2 separate regions of the Rattus norvegicus genome follow, and region 2 is linked to region 1. The links are chromatin contacts, called in public Hi-C maps. All regions are on one chromosome and are shown on one strand. The core of a region is the stretch at or near the end of the contact, and the rest is flanking DNA. Distances in the headings are between cores, read along the strand shown.

Region 1 (4,466 bases), core at 674-3,173:
GTGTTTGACCCTGAAAAATAGGCATTTATTAATACTCCTGTAACGCTCCATATAAAAAAGGCAACATTAACATCCTACATTTGCCTCCCTGTGGCTCAGGCTGACCAGTCATCTGTGCAAACCATTTTCAGGCGGTCCTCACAGGTAGCAAGCAAAAGGGCTTCTTCTGTTATTTGCCATAAGTGGTACGTGGCAGAAAGCTGAAGGAAATGTGATTGGTTAAGGTTTTTAGTGACTTTTCCATTTTCAGATGCATAGGACCCCTGTGGACATCCTGGCTGGGCTTGGAAAGGGGTTGGGGAATAAAACTCTGCTGTTTAAAACCCTCAAGTTGACGTCCTTCAACAAGGGCTCTCCAGAAAGCCCTCTGTGAACTGTGGCTGTGGAAAACCGTGGGCCCAGACGAACGAGCAAATCCAGAGCCTCCTAAATACCAGCAATTGTCCCGCCCAGAGCCCATCTGTGCTTTGTGGGAATGGGCGATGGGAGTCGAGGAAATTACAGGCTACCCAGCCATCAGACCTCCTGAAAAGATTACGGGGTGACTTGCTGATCTTTAGGTGGGTCAGGGGTTTTGAGGGAAGGTTAGATTCGAAGCCTGTAGTTAGTGTTGAAAGGCTGAGTTTGGCGTCTCAGGGCGATACAGGTACTGTGGAGAAAGTCCCAGGCAAAGACTAATCTCTCTGGGTTCCTGTCCTGGTTCCCATACAGCCAGTGGGTGATTTGGTCACTGCCTTTCCTGGGCCTCAGTGGGCTCTCTAGGAACATAGTTGCCATAACTAGTTTAGATTTTCAAATGATTGTCAGCAAGAGGGAGGCTATCACCCAACCGCTCCGTTGTCTTCTGTGACTAAGCTGTTTTCTAAGGAGGCCCTCGATGAGTTAGTTGTTGGTCTTTCTTCCTTTCTTTTCTTTTTTTTTCTATTGTTGTTTTGTTTTCTCAAGTCAGTGTTTCTCTGTGTAGCCCTGGCTGTCCTGGACCTCACTCTGTAAATCAGGCTGGCCTCGAACTCAGAGATCTGTCTGCCTCTGCCTCCTGCCTACCTCCTCTGGGATGAAAGACATGGACAGCACGCAGCAGCAGGCCAGTGTTCCGAGGCTATCACGGCACTCCAGGGAAGAAGCTACAACACAACTTAGTGTAAATTTCATCAACAAACAGTTGAGCTTCGGGGAAACACAAATGGCTATACTTCAACCAACCATAAGCATCCAGCCCCATACCACGCCCCAATAAAGCAAACGCCTGGCGTCGCCAGCCAATCGGGCGATTTCTCTAGCTTGCTCCTGTGGGCCATAAAGGTTCCCGGCTTGCTGAGTAGATTTCTGTCAGCATCCTCTGCCATGATTGTTGCTTGAGTTGTGAAGGGTTCTTTGCTCAAGAAAACTTCATTCAATTTATCTGTCTAGAGTTTTCTGGGAAGCAAGCCCGCCAACACCCCGGCTTTAAAAACTAGGACACAGTAAATTTCTAAGGTGGAAGCCACCCTGCCTGTGAGTCTGTGCCCATCAGAGAGCAAATCAGTAAATTCTCTTCCCAGCAGAGCACCTCAGTGCTCGCTACTCAGTTGCTCTCTTCAGCTATTTCTCTCTCATCAAAATGTTTAATGGTCTCAAATGCATTTTAACTTTTTTAAATTAAATTAACTAATTGATTGATTGATTTTCGAGGTAGGGTCTTTGTGTAGCTCTACGGTCCTGGAGCTAACTATATAGACCAGGCTGATCTTGACCGTGAGACTCAAGTTCTCTACGCACCCCTACCATGTGTGAGGGATTGCCAGAGCCTGATTTGCTGGTTCCTTGGAGCGAAGCCGAGAGGGTCCTGCTTCTCACTGTGGGTCTCTTTGAGGTGTGCTCTGTCTAGGGCTGAACACAGCAAGCCTTTTCTGTAAAGGTCCAGGTAGTAAAACACACTAGAATTTGCCATACTTTGCAACAGTTTCCGTTGGGGCTATGAAAGTACAAAGGTAACCACAGACAATATGTAAACAAACAAGAGGACCACGTTTCAATAAAGCTTTATTGACAGATACTTTGACACAAAAAAAAAAAAGGACAGGCAAGTTATAAATTATTTCTTTTTTTTCTAAATATTTCTATTTTTAAAATATAGAATGTTGTTTGTTTGTTTTGTTTTCTCACAGATAGTAGAGAAAAAAGTGTCAGACAGAACTTAGCCCAGAGATTTTAGTTTGCCAGCTCCTGGTCTAGTGAACAGACCCTGAACTCTGGGGTCAGAAAAATCAGAAGTTCGAGTGTGTCACTTGCTGGCTGTGTGACCTTGGGTGAGTTACACAATCCTCTCTCCGGAGCTTGAAGAGTCGGTGTGCGTGCTGAAGATAACTTATGTAAAGATTCCGGCTTTCAGAGAGCACTCAGTAACTGTGAGCTCTTTTTTTGATTTCTCGCAGTTAGAATTCATAACCCAGGCACAAAGTCCACCCTGAGCCTGTAGGGCAAGAGAGTCCGGGACACTCAGCACACAAAACATGCTCTTTGCCCTGGCTACAAATGCACATGTGTGCAGAGTGTATTTATGTTTACATATGAGACTCACAGCTCTCCAAGATGAGAGGGAGAGCTGACCTCTCACTAGGTCCTGTGACAAGGGCTTCTGGATTCTAGGTTATATGGGGAATGCCTCTAGTTTAGCAGTTCCTTAGTCTCTTATAATTTCATAACACAATAGAATGTCAGTTTGTTAGATCAGGAAGTTTAAAGGAACATTTCTAAATGTACTTAGTCTATGTTCTACAAAAGGGAGATTTCAGTCCTCAGCCCTCCTGCTACCGCCATAATTCCTGCAGTGGAAAGGCATTATAAAGGCTTTGGGTGGGTGGGTTGTGGTGGTGGTTGAAGCCCTGGATGAGGCATCCTTCCAGAGTTCAGAATTCATCCACTTACCTGTACTGCAGGTCCCCTGCTTGGACATTTTAATGCATTATGAAGAAAAAAAATATTTTCAGCAGGCCTCAATTTTTTTTTCCTGGCTGGCCTGGAACTCACTGTGTAGATCAAGCTGCCCTTGAATTTACAAGGATCCATCTGCCTCTGCTTCCCAACTACTGATATCCAAGGCATGTGCCACCATGCCCAGACAAACATCACGGAATGTCAAGTGATTCCTACATTGTTTTAGCCTGTCTTCTATTGCTATAACAAAATATCTGAGAGTGGGTACTTTGTAAAGAATAAAAAAATTTCCAAACATTTCTGGAGTCTAGGTGCCAGCAGCCTGTGAGGAATGATGGGTATCTTGGATTCCATGGACCAGGGAGGTATCCTGTGTCTAAATGCAAAGAGCAGAGAGAGAAACGAGACAATGTTAGCTCTTTTTATAATGGTGTAACATATTCATAGTGCGGAGCACTCATGACCCGAACACACCTGAGTATTTCCATCTCTTAACACTACACATCAGCCATTAAATTACTGACACATAATTTTTTTTAGAGTACATAAAATGTGTGTGTGTGTGTGTGCATGTGTGTGTGTGTGTGTGTGTGTGCGTGTGTGCATGTGTGATCAAACAGGCTCACATGTGCCCTTGCACATGTGTGTGGAGGTCAGAGAACAACTTTGCGGAGTCAGTTCTCTCTTTCAACCTTTGCGTAGGTTCTGGGATCAAATTCAGGCATTGGGCTTGCGTAGAAAGTCCCTTTACCCACTGAACCATCTTGCAAGACAAGGAAAGTCTGAAGACACCAGTGACTAGTCTCTGCCCTCAGATACCAGTCCAGGGGCTTCTGATAGTTGAGCCGAACACAATAGGCTTATGTGGGCTGAAAAGATAAGGTTCAGGTACAGGGTAACCTAAATAAAGTGTGAGCAAGAGGGAACTTGCTGTGTATCATATCTTTGTTGTATTTGGCAAATCCTCCAGGTAAGGGTGAGGACTGCCAATGTCCAACACTGTGCTTCCAAGCATAAGACCATGGGTAGACCAGTAGTCTCTCTCAGCTTTGATCTCTGTGCACATGTAGAAAAGTGTTTGATCATGGCTCTGACGAGTATGGTGCCATTTCAGATATGGCATTAGTAGTATCTTATATGAGGGAACAAGATCAGAGGAGTTCAGATGGTTCCTGATATCACACAGATTGGAATGCAGTCCCTCAGACTCCTGTTCCAGTGTTTTATCTCCAAGGCAGTCTACTTTCAAAACTTTGGTCCATCTTGTTTTTTTTTTCCCCCAGATAGTTTTGAGTATATGGTATACATGTTTTTGAGTTTCATGAGAGATCAGAAATAACTTAAGGGATACAATTTATCTATTAGTATTTCATAAACATTCCTTCAGACATTCAGTGGCAGACAGTTGCTCTTTAAAATATGCTGTTTGTGATTTCAGGGAAGAACTTGTGCATGCCATGGCTGACTCTCAGGGTATGGGCTGTGTGTCTGTGGAGAGGTTTTTCAATCTGCTCTTAGATTTTTTTTTTTTTTTTTTTTTAGGCCCAGGT
Region 2 (4,466 bases), core at 662-3,161, 200 kb after region 1:
TGTATCACTATGCCTGGCTTCTGATTCATTTCAATATTTAGAAAAAATTTTTTTTACAATGTTAAGGATGGAGCCTAGGTTCTGAAGGTGCTGGGCATGTACTTTGCTGGGCTACATCTGTCCCTGCTTCGATTTATTTTATTTTATTTGCTTTTTTTTTTTTGCTCTGTTTATTTATGCACATGAGTGTTTTGCCAGTATCTATATATGTCTACCATGTGTGTACTCGATACCTGTGGAAGTCAGAAGAGGGTGTCAGATCCCCTGGAACTGGAGTTACAGATGGTTGTGAGTCACATGTGGGTGCCAGGGACTGAACTCAGGTCCTCGGCAAGAGCAGTGAGCACATCTGACTGCTGAGCCAGCCTTCCAGCGCTCTACTCTGATTTTTTAAATGCAAATTTTATTTTCAAAATGGACTGGGAAATTTTTAGAAATAGATCCACAATTGTTCCTCTAGCCATAATAGAATCTGGACTGATCCAACATTCACAGTGTTCGTATTTCAGAATTGGATCTGTTGAGAGTCAGTGGGAAGTGAATATCCTTTCTTGGGAAGGACAGCAATGAGTCTCTAATAGTGTAGTGGTGTGTGTGTGTGCGTGTGTGTGTGTGCGTGCATGCATGTGTGTGTGCATGTGTGTATATGTGTGTGTATGTATGTGTGTGTGCATGTGGTGTGTGTATGAATGTGTGTGTGTGCGTGCGTGAGTGTGTGTGCAAGCTCCTGTGAGAAGTGGGAAGAGAGGGAGAGTTCATTTGCATTATGTGTAGGGAACATAGGATTCTGATATTATTTCTGTCTAACGAGGGACCTACAATGCTAACAGCAATATTACAGTGTGAAATAGGCCTGTAAGAGGGTGATGGGAACATCAGTCAATCAGTTAATGCTGGCTGAAAGGGCTGTGGGGTCCAGGAGGAGCTGTTAGACGTTGTTCTTGTGGTGATGACAAAGTGCCCCACATAAAGAACTTAAGGGAAGATTCGCTTTGGCTCACAGTTTCGAAGGCGTCGGTCTGTGGCTGCTTGGCCCCATTCTCTTGGCAGAACGTCCTGATGGTGGAAGTGTGGGATGAAGAAGCATCTCCATGGCAGAAGCTGAGAAATGGATACAGGAAGGACCATAGCAAGATACAACGCTGAGGAGGAGTCACCCACAGCGACCTGATACTCTGGCTGGTGGCAGCCCCTACTTTTTAGCATCTCCAAGGCATGCTTCCAAATTATGAATCCATCAAGGGGTTAGTCCACTGATTAGCTCAGAGCCCTCAGGATCCTGTCACTTGTTCTCATCCCCCAAGTCTGTGGAGGGACATTTTACACTCCATGACAGCATGTTAACCCTTTTGGATTGTTGGATGTCTATGAGAGGACACAGTAGAGGGCCTCAGGTAGACAGGACAGCCGCTGCCATGACGGGTTATAGGTCCGTGTTCCACTGCCCCCTTCTATTTGCTTTGGACTCCAGGTCCAGGTCTCTGTCACGCCCACCTCTTCACAGAGGAGCAAGGCTCTCAGTGCTCCTGAGTTGGGCTGGAGTCCCCTCTGCTCTGGAGGCCACACAAGAGAAGATTCCATCTGCAACTTGATGAGAGAGACTCATTTTGCTTGGCACCCTCTTGGAGAACCACAGTATTCTCTTGCGACATCTTTTAAGCACCATAAAGTTATGTGACTGGGAGGGAATGTCCAGGGATGGATACTGTGCAGGCCAAGATCTTCCTAACTTTCTGTCTCTCTTCAGTTAGTGTGAGGAGGGAGGAGCAGGAGGGAGTGGTCCTCCACATTTTTGCTGGTTGGTAAAATATTTGCAGCAGGTTGAGGGAGTGGAGCAGAGATGCCTACCCAACTCTCTGTGCTTTGTGTGCCTGTCTCTGTTCCCTCGCTTTTATTTACCTTTACTGTGGACTATGTCTGTCTGTCTGTCTAGGGAGTTAATGTTCCCCAGAGCATCACCCTTGCTCTCTGACTCTGATGGTTCATGTGCAGTGTTTACTTAGAAGTCTCAAAGGCCACGCTGTCAGCCATTGGGCAATCCTGCTTTCTGTGAGACAACCTTGGTATCTGTTAGGAGAGATTTTAGCCCAGCAGTGATAACATCAACTCCATCTTCCTGTTCACTACAGCTACCAACAAACACCCTTTTCCTTTCTCACACGACAGCCAGCTTCCTCTGAACCTTGTTGAAAGGTCTTGATGTTGGTCTCCACTGCAGCCACATCTGCATCACTGCTCTGGCGGGAATCCCCCGGCCCTGTTACATTCACCTAGTAATTTTCCTGCTGTTCTTCTTTCACCTGCTTCTTGGTTCCAGCTGCCGTCATTATAGTTGGAACTGAGCCCACTCTGTTGCTCCAGCTACAACATCCCTTTCGCCACAGTCTCCCTCATGATTTCAGCCATTGTTGGAATAGTTCTTAACATTGACATTTGAGGAAGCACACAATCATTTGTACAAACACCACACGCAATGCGATCAGTGGCTGCCATGAGTAGGGAGCTGACCTTTACCTTGACCTAATCAGGCAGCTGTCCAGGAAGTGCTTGCCTCCCGGTCATCACAGGGTAGAAACTACTTCTACCGTAGCGTGATGGGCTGCTAGCACGATGTGCTGCCTCTTTACAGGCAGCAGGGTCAGGTAAGCAAGGATTGTAATTCCCAAAACTGTGATCGAGAATTAACCTTTCTTCCTTTTAAGTTGTTTGTATCAGACATTTTGTCATAGCGATGGAACACTAACACACTACCTTACTCTAACACGTGAAGGCTGAAATGGAGTTGAGTTAGAAACTCTCATTGTGTACTTCCAATGGGGTGACACTGAAATAGATTTGGACAGGTCACTGGGCATCATGGTATCAGAGAAAGAGACATGGCAAAAGTCAATTTCTATCCATTGAGTCCCTGTACATCCAAGTGTCAAGTTTTTTGTTTTTGTTTTTGTTTTTTTTAACCATAACCTTGTCAGCTTTTCCTTAGGGGAACACGTTTTCTTTCTTTTTCTTGTCTTAAGAAAGCAAGGGCATGCAAGGTTAGAATTTCCCTTCTCACGTGAAGGGTGGATACACAGGTGGGCTAGATGCTATTATACATTAGCAAGCAGATCAAAAGCAAGAACCAAAGGGACAGAATGTTTCTTCTGGGAAAAGAGCTAAGGCTTTGTGAATCATTTGTAGTCTTAAATCATTGGCTCTCAGAAACCCCGGGGTGGGGGTGCTAGGATCACAGTGGGTGGTCCGAAAGGCACAGTAAAGGGTTAGTGGCAAGACTTAGTGCTTAGGATCACAATGTAAGTGAAACTAATTCTATAGGTGGCCCCCACCAGAGAATGGTAAGAATACAATAGATGTTTGAAAGGCTCCTGTGGCTAGCACTTCAACTGCTTCTTCTCTGCCTTTTGAAGTAAACTGTCCACACTCCAGGCTCGCTCTTTGTGGCTATGTTTTAGAGAGGAAGAAAAACTCACAGAGTACCCAGTAGTTTGGGCATGATGTAAACAAGCAGCAGGTCCCTCACAGAGCCCCACCTGCGGAGGTAGTGAACCAGGGGATCTTATGGGAAGAAGGGACTAAATGGTTTGAACAAATGAAGAGTGACAGTGAACTCAGCTTCCTGCTGGTGTTGGGGTAAAACCAGCTCTGCCACTGAGTCAGGAGGGATTCAGTCTTGTTGGGATTTTCCTCAGTTTAGTACAAGTTTGGTTTAATGTCAGCTAGTCATTTGGTGAAGGTATTCAGATAAAGAGCCACATCTTAGCTGGACACAGTGCACTTCGCCTGTATTCCCATCAATTGGAAGTGATCCAGTGATCCAGTGGATCAGGAGCTCATGGCCAACCTCAGCTTCATGAAACCCAATCAATCAATTAATCAATCATCAATCAACCAGTCAATCAAGAAATCAGATTTGTGGCTTAAAAAAATCATGTAAAGATTAAAAATACAAAGTAAAACATTTTGCTTGAAAATAGTAAAAAACCAACCAAACAAAAATAATCCTGTGGAACAGAAATTTAAGTGTCAATTGTTCTAGTTGGCTTCTGCTGGATGTAAGAATGGTTCCTGTTTCTTACCTAGTCAGGTAGCTCCGTCCTTCCTCTTCTTCCTTTTCTTCAACCAACATAAGTTTGAACTCTCAGAAAACCATGGAGTAACTTCACTTTGAACTCTTCTGTCTGGATAAAGTGCTAACATCCATGGGAAACTGATTCCCAGCAGAAGACAGTCTCATACTATCTTTGCAGGAATGGTGATGTTCTCTTGTAAACTGGTTATTTAATTGTTTATATTTCAACATGTTATTTGTTTTATAGCTAAATGTTGCTGAGGGAGGAAAAACTCGGGTCTAAACTGGTCCAGGGGTCTTCAGGAGAATCAGAGAGAAGCTTCAGTCCTGTGGCGATGGTCTGAGCTGGCTCAAGAGTGGCAGGGAGGTGAGGCCTCTTCGAGCAACAGAGCATGCG

What was found. Hi-C and Micro-C count contacts between places; a contact is called where the count stands out from the background.
Region 2: a Hi-C map of liver shows a contact between it and region 1, with 4 times the contacts expected there. The contact joins two enhancer-like sites. A contact is called at or near these places in 3 of 12 Hi-C or Micro-C datasets (kidney and liver).

What each region holds. Positions count from the first base shown.
Region 1 is chr17:27,302,493-27,306,958 of GRCr8, forward strand. No RefSeq gene overlaps it. Among named protein-coding and RNA genes, the nearest start is that of Rreb1, 97 kb to the left of the region's middle. Within about 2 kb of position 1,924, at least 4 of the 93 cell types and tissues checked have an H3K27ac peak or open chromatin away from gene starts, as enhancers often do. A contact at or near this core is called in liver, where this site is marked.
Region 2 is chr17:27,501,905-27,506,370 of GRCr8, forward strand. All of the region lies in intron 1 of Tpi1l2 (triosephosphate isomerase 1 like 2), which reads right to left. Among named protein-coding and RNA genes, the nearest start is that of Ly86, 190 kb to the right of the region's middle. Within about 2 kb of position 1,912, at least 5 of the 93 cell types and tissues checked have an H3K27ac peak or open chromatin away from gene starts, as enhancers often do. A contact at or near this core is called in liver, where this site is marked.